Linked DNA regions of Sus scrofa: region 1 is linked to region 2. The links are chromatin contacts, called in public Hi-C maps. All regions are on one chromosome and are shown on one strand. Each heading gives the region's core, a stretch centred on a gene start, on an enhancer-like site or on the middle of the called end of the contact. The rest is flanking DNA. Distances are from core to core; before and after follow the strand shown. Region 1 holds the start of RHPN2 (rhophilin-2). Region 2 holds the start of FAAP24 (Fanconi anemia core complex-associated protein 24).

Region 1 (3,494 bases), core at 42-2,541, 76 kb after region 2:
ATCCCCTGGGGCCTTCTCCTCTTCACCAGAGAGCAAAGGCCCAAAGGCAGCGTCAGGGGAGCAGGAGGAAGATGCCAAGAGCATTCACTGACTGGATCATTAGGTTTGGAACAATTAAGAATTGATGGTTCTGTGGGAAACAGTTTCACTGCCCTGTTTATAATTACGCCCTCTGCCTTCGGTCATAAACGTTATAAAAAACAGTTTCTCAACCCACCCAGTCAAATCTGGCCAAGCGCCAAAAGCTATTTTTAGACTCATGGGGACGGACAAGAAAGAAGCTGGAAGGTGTCCCCGTGACTGCCGGCTCAAAAGCACCTTGCAGCCCAAGCCTTGCCACCTGTGGGCAAGTAGGTTGGGTTGGGATTGCTTTTGAGGGACTGAGCTGCGAACTGTTACCTTCAGGGCGGGAGGCCACGTTGTGCGCCAAGCTCCCACGGAGCCCGCACTCCCCGCAGGTCTCCCCAACAATCGGATAAATCCGCTTTAGCGTAGAGAGGGGGCGAGATCGCGGCCCCCACGTCTGCGGTGCGCACGCCCTCCTGGGCTACTCCGGGCAGAAAGGCTGACAACGCCCAAGGACCCCTCCCATCCTCTAAAAAAATCGAAGAAGCGAACCTTGGAAGCATTCTGGAGAAAAGGGGAAGACCAACCTGCCTGAGTTGCTGTTTCCATTTCCCTGCTCCCGCCCGGACCGAGCGCTCAAGTGGAGGCTGCGCTCGGGTCCCCACGCGCCGCCAAACCGAGGGCGCTAGTGCATTGGGAATCCGTCCCTTCCCAAGGCGCGCCGGCCGGCCAGCCAGCGGGGGAGACCCCGAGCACCCGTCCTGGCCGCCTACTCCGCCGGCGCAGGTGCTAGGCGGCCCAGCGCCCCCTCAGTCCCGGAAGTCACATGCACTCGGCAGCCAGGTACACCGCAGCCGCACCCTTCACCCCCAGCCTCCGCCCGACGCGCCCCAGGCCCTGCACCCCCTCCCCCTCCCGGCCCGGTCGACCCCGTCGACCCCAGCCTCTCACTCCTCAGCCGCTTCACAGCCTGGGGTAAAGAAGTCTGGAGCCTGCAGACTCCCAACCTGCCCGAGGCCGCTCACCTTCCGAAAGTAGCCGTCGCCCTCCTTCTCCAGCGGCTGGGGGGCCGCGGGCAGCAGCGTGTCAGTCATGCTGGCGGCGCGGGCTCGCAGGACGGACTGAAGCTCTGTGGCGCGCTGGCCTGAGAGGGAGCCTGGCCCCGCCCCCGTCCCGCCCGCGCGGCCACCCCTCCAGCACTGCCTGAAGCCAGACCTGGAGCCCCGGAGACTGGGCGGGACCCGCCGAGACCACGCCCCAGGACCCGCCCCTGCGCCAGATTGGCTGCGTGCAGCCGGCGCCCCAGGCGAGGCGGTCACCAGCTAGAGCAGGATCCCCCCGCGCGTTGCTAGCCCTCTTTCAGCCTCGAGGCTTAAGCTAGGCGTAGTCTTTACCGCCTCAGCCCCGCGGCGCAAGGGCGGGCGGGAGTGGGAACCCAACCTTTCGTCTGGAGCCGTAGGAGTAAATGCAGCGCGTGGGCGTAGCGCCGGCTTCTCACCGGAGAAGCGCGCACACCGTGGAGACAGTGACTAGACCCGAGGCAGGTCGAGGGTGCGGCCGGAGCGCTGGGCCTTGGGTGGAGTGGGCAGGAACAACTTACGCCAGAAGGGACCCCGAGGCGAGTCTGGGACGCTGAGGAAGAGTTGGCTGCCCCACCGAGGGCCTTGGTGGGTGGCGCAAGCGGGTTGGCGTATTGATCAACGCCTCTGTCCCCCCACCCTCACTGCAGAGACTAGGAGGATCCGCTGGGGGTTGCGAATAGCGAGGAGAAAAGGTTCACCCAAGGAGGGATCCGCAGAAAAGGTTTAGTGGCCAATAGACTTCGAGGAATGTCCTTGAACACTTTTTTTTTTTTTTTTAAGAGTCCCAGCTGAGTCACATGGAGGTTCCCAGGCTAGGGGTGGAATGGGAGCTGTAGCCACCGGCCTACGCCGCAACTGCAGCAATGCCAGATCCGAGCCAGCGGCTGCAACCTACACCACAGCTCAGAGCAATGATCCTTAATCCAGTGAGTGAAGACAGGGATCAAACATGAGTCCTCATGGTTACTAGTCAGATTCGTTCCCACTGAACCACGATGGGAACTCCTGAACAGGTTTCTTAACCTCAGTTTTCTCAACTGCAAAATGGGCTGGATCACCCTCTCTCCAGATGGTCGAAGGTATTATAAACAAAAGCGGTGTATAAAGCGCCTAACTGCACGGTAGAGACGCGAATCGCTTAGGAGGCAAAGAGGGACTCCTGAGGACAGAGCTCTCGCTCCCTCTCTCTCCCTCCCTCCCTCTCCCTCTCTCGCCCTCTCCCTCTCGCCCACCCGCCTCTGATCAGTGGACTCAGGAGGTAGAAACCTAGCAGACCTAGAATCTGGACTGGGGTACCTAAGCCAAGACCCTCCCCTTCCCTTCCCGCCCCCTCCCAGCTCACGGAGCCTCGTCCCTCCTGGCCGCAGCCTGGCAGTTTCTGCCCCCTCCCCCAACCAGAGGACACCTTTGCGCAGTTACTGCTGCGTTTGGCAGGTAGAACACAACACAATGTGCTTGCAAAGTAAGCCAAGCGTTACCTTTTCTCTCTCTCTCTCTCTCTCTTTTTTTTTTTTTTTTTTTTTTTTTTGTATTTTCTAGGGCCGCACCCGCGGCATATGGAGGTTCCCAGGCTAGCAATCTAATCGCAACTGTAGCCGAGGGCCTAAGCCACAGCCACAGCAGCATGGGATCCTTAGCCTACTGAGCGAGGCCAGGGATCAAACCCACAACCTCATGGTTCCTAGTTGGATTCGTTAGCCACTGAGCCACGACATAACTCCAGCGTTGCCTTTTCTTAAAAAAAAAAAAAAAAAGAAGGGGGGGTTCATGAGATTTTAAAAACAAAGAGTAAGAAGCGAATCCGGGTGTTGAAGACACACCAGCCTACCCTGAGTTCCCGGGCATCCTCAGAAGAAAAGAAGCACTTCTCTGTGCTTCCTAGCATGCATCTCCTGGCCACATGAAGCATCTGGATGTCATTCCTTGGGGCTATGCAGGACCAGACCTCCCTAGACATTCTCAAGGCTCCTGGCAGGGGGCTCACAGGCCTGACCCCGTATCTCTGATCCTGCTGTGATTAGGAAATGAGAGCTGCTGCTGCTGTTGCTGCTGACCCAGCAGGAGAGTAATATCTAACCTCCTATTTGTCAACCCAGTTGGTGGTGGGTATCACAAGAACTGCTGATGAGCCACAGTGCTTCTAAACAAAAGAGTCACTGAGTGGGAATTTCTTTTCTTTTTTTTTCTTCTTTCTTTCTTTCCTCTTTTTTTTTTTTTTTTTTTTTTTTTTTTTTTTTTTGGCTTTTTTAGGGTCACACGTGTTGCAAATGGAAGCACCCAGGCTAGAAGCCCAATTGGAGCCGTAGCTGCTGGCCTACACCATAGCCACAGCAACGTAGGATCCAA
Region 2 (3,462 bases), core at 82-2,581:
AATTAGGGCTGGAAAAGAGTAATGAGGACAGTGGTAGAACCAACAGACTGGGGGGAGGGGAGGATGTCAAAGAATTACAGGTGTCAGGATCCTATAGGAATTGAGTAACTTACTAGGAGGAGGAGGGGTAAGAGAATGAGCCTGGGATTTGGAGCCTGCAGTGACAGAGTGGCCATGGGAAGGTCTGGAGGGAAGCTTTCCAGACAGAAGGAAGAGCAAAGACCTGAAGGAACAGAAAGGTGGGAATAGCTGGAAAGCCTGTGCATTGGGCACAGTCCGGTTTGCCTAAAAGAATCCCAGGTTCCCAACCTGGTGCAGTAGGTTAAGAATCCCTCTGCAACAGCTGGAGTGGCTGCGGTGGGGGATGTTCGATCCTATGCCCAGCGCAGTGATCCGGAGTTGCCACAGCTGTGGTGTAGGGCGCAGCTGCGGCTCAGATTCAATCCCAGGCCCAGGAACTTCCATAGGCCACGCGTGTGGCCACTAAACTAATAAGAAAATAATCTCTTAGGCTGCTTTGTGGAGAACAGACTCTCCACGAAGGTCAGGAAAGGAGATCGAAAAATAGCGAGGAGCTGCTACAGCAGCTCAGATAGATGCTGGGTTGGGGGCAGGGACAGCTTCCGGATGAATCTGGTGGGTAAATCTATGGAACTTGCTGATGGGGTGTACGTGGTGGGTGGCGGAGGAAGGAATCAAGAATGACTTTCCACTGGGGAGATTCCGCAGAGAAGCGGGTTTGTGCCTTCAGAAGTGAACTCCTGGACACCGGAGCGAATGTTACAGGGGAGACAGAGCACCTCTATCCGACTGAGGCCGACACTGGGATAAAAGAGTCGTGTTCGAACTCGAAAAGTCAGGGCTTCTCGAAAGGAAAACCTCTTTCTCTTGTGCCACTACCCTGCCTCCATCCCAAACCCCAACCCCCACCCACTTAACTCCCGGGCGGAAGGGCCAAAGCACAGGCCGGGCGTGGATCTACTTACAAACTGCCTCTTTCGGCCTCTCCGGAACTCCAGGGGCATCCTTGCTGTGTGGAGGGGCGGCCAGACCGGGACTGGACTGCCAAGCAAACCGCAGGGCCGAGGACGGCTCCCTAAAGCCTATTGCTTGCAGCTGGCCTCGCCCCAGACGCCTTGTCTACGCAATACACTTCAAAACAACCAGGTCGGCCATTGGCTTAGCTTTTTCCCCGACTAATCAGAGTGAAGGTTACTGCACATCCGTCGCTCTTGGCAACCAGCGGGTCCCAGTCAAATCCTCTCCAAGGGCGGAAATTGTGAGCGCTGTCCATTCTCTTATTGGCCAGACCAGATGTCGATCTCTGAGGCCATAACCTATCCAGCGCTAGGGGAGGCGGAGGGCGGGCAGGATGAAGGTCTAGGAGTGAGCAGGAGGGAACCTGGAAGTGGCGCGCAGACTGCAGGTACTGTCAAAAGGAGACCCTGAGCTGGGGTCAAGGTGGGGCTCCTGGCGGCTCGGCCCCCGCCCTAGACTGGACTGAGGAGCCAAGTCAAGGACCGAGCGGAGGTGTTAAGGGCCAGACAGGTGACGGAAATGAGGGATGTGACTACCAGGACGGGAATCTCCTCGTTTTTGGACTTTGGCCAATACGCCAGTCTTTTAAAGAACACTCTGCAGACGGGCTCCTGCCAAAGAGGCCCGGGCTTGGAGTGGAATGTGGGGTCATAAGCTGGAGAGCCTGCTCAAGTGCTGTTTTGCATTCCCTTCATTAGATCGAGGCCGGCGATGGAAGGGAACGCCCCGGATGGCACCGGCCCCGTGCACGTCCCATTTGGGCACATTGTGGCCAATGAGAAATGGCGTGGGTCGCAGCTGGCACAGGGAATGCAAGGTCGGTGGGCTCCGTCTATGCAATTGCTCTTTTGCCTCACCCCACTTTTTAAAAACGTTCCACCCTCTTTTCATTCACAGCTCATGGAACTTTTTTTCTTGTCTGTATTTTCAGGGAAAATTAAACTCATCTTTGAGGATGGCCTGACACCGGTAGATTTTTACTTACCTAGCAGATCCTGCATTCTTTATATCACCGAAGCTGATTTAGTGGCAGGAAATGGCTACAGAAAGAGACTTGTCCGAGTTAGAAATGTAAGTAAGGAGTTAAGGAAACAAACTGAAAATTGACTTCTATCCTCCTCCTGCTATCCCTTGGAATAATTTATATACAACCATTGACCATTCCAAGCACTCTTGGATAGTGTCTTAATCTTTTATTTTGATTTTTTTGGCTTTTGGTCTTTTCAGGGTTGCACCCACGGCATATGGAGGTTCCCAGGCTGGGGGTCTAGTCGGAACCACAACTCCAGATCCTTAACCCACTGATCGAGGCTAGGGATTGAACCCAAAACCTCATGGTTCCTAGTTGGATTCGTTTCTGCTGCACCACGGCGGGAACTCCATGTTTTAATCTTGAGTAGAGTTTTGTTACAATAGAGTTGCCTGTCTTTTTTCTTTCTTTCTTTGAAGTCCACTAAACTTCAAGCAATCGTAGTAGTTGAAAAAACGCAGATGAGTGAACAGTACTTTCCAGCTGCACAGAAATTTACTGTCCTGGATCTTGGGATGGTGTTGCTTCCAGTGGCCAACCAGATAGAAGCGGCCTGCCTCATTACCCAGTTAGTAAGTACTGATTCCCGTTCCTTCACAGTAGCCCTGTTTTATGACTCGATTGACTTTCCTAGATCCTTCTCTGGCAGCTGCCCTTCCTATAGGTGCAATCCATCAAATCAATCTATATCAGTCTCTGGATTGGTTTCTAAAACTTTTCTCAGGAATTTAAGTTCAGAAGCTGCCTCTGCAGCTAGCCGAGCTTGCTGCCCATTCTAGGCAAGTGTATAATAAAGTGAACAAGTTGGTGACCTGATTTTTAGCCTGCCAATCCATCTTGCACTAATCTGCAGTTAGACTGGTGACATTCTCAGCTGGCAGCTACTTAGCCTCGTCCCCACCTGTCTCTTGCTTACTAGTGAGAGCTTACTAGTAGGAGGATGGGTAAGAAAAAAAATAGGGAGGAGCTGCTACAGCAGCTCAGGTAGATGCTGGGTTGGGGGCAGGAACAGCTGCTGGATGAATCTGGTGGGTAAATCTATGCAACTTGCTGGTGGGATGTACGTGGTGGGTGGCAGAGGGAGGAATCAAGAATGACTTTCCACTGGGGGAGACTCTGAAGCACAAGCACTTCTTTTTTCTTTTTAAGGCTGTACCTGTGGCATATGGAAGTTCCTAGACTGGGGGTCAAATTGTAGCTGCAGCTGCCGGCCTACACCACAGCCGCAGCCACAGCAACACAGGATCCGAGCCGCATCTGAAATCTACATCATAATTCAAAGCAATGCTGGATCCATAACCCACTGAGCAAAGCCAGGGATCGAACCTGCTTCCTAATTGATACTGGTCGGATTCTTAACCCACTGAGCCACAATGGGAACTCCAGCACTAGCA

What was found. A called contact is a pair of places that touch in the nucleus more often than the background predicts.
Region 1: a contact with region 2 is called in a Hi-C map of liver, with 2.8 times the contacts expected there. The contact joins the promoter of RHPN2 here to the promoter of FAAP24 in region 2. A contact is called at or near these places in 1 of 5 promoter capture datasets (fetal liver) and 11 of 47 Hi-C or Micro-C datasets (alveolar macrophages, blood, brain and 6 more).

Annotation. Positions count from the first base shown.
Region 1 is chr6:42,890,049-42,893,542 of Sscrofa11.1, forward strand. RHPN2 (rhophilin-2) reads right to left here and starts at 1,292. Exons shown (of 15, transcript XM_021094286.1): 1 at 1,092-1,292. The coding sequence starts at 1,160.
Region 2 is chr6:42,814,144-42,817,605 of Sscrofa11.1, forward strand. It overlaps FAAP24 (Fanconi anemia core complex-associated protein 24), which reads left to right and starts at 1,332. Exons shown (of 5, transcript XM_003355843.4): 1 at 1,332-1,426; 2 at 1,737-1,855; 3 at 1,970-2,109; 4 at 2,488-2,640. The coding sequence starts at 1,750. It overlaps CEP89 (centrosomal protein of 89 kDa), which reads right to left and starts at 1,143. Exons shown (of 19, transcript XM_021094280.1): 1 at 987-1,143. The coding sequence starts at 1,025.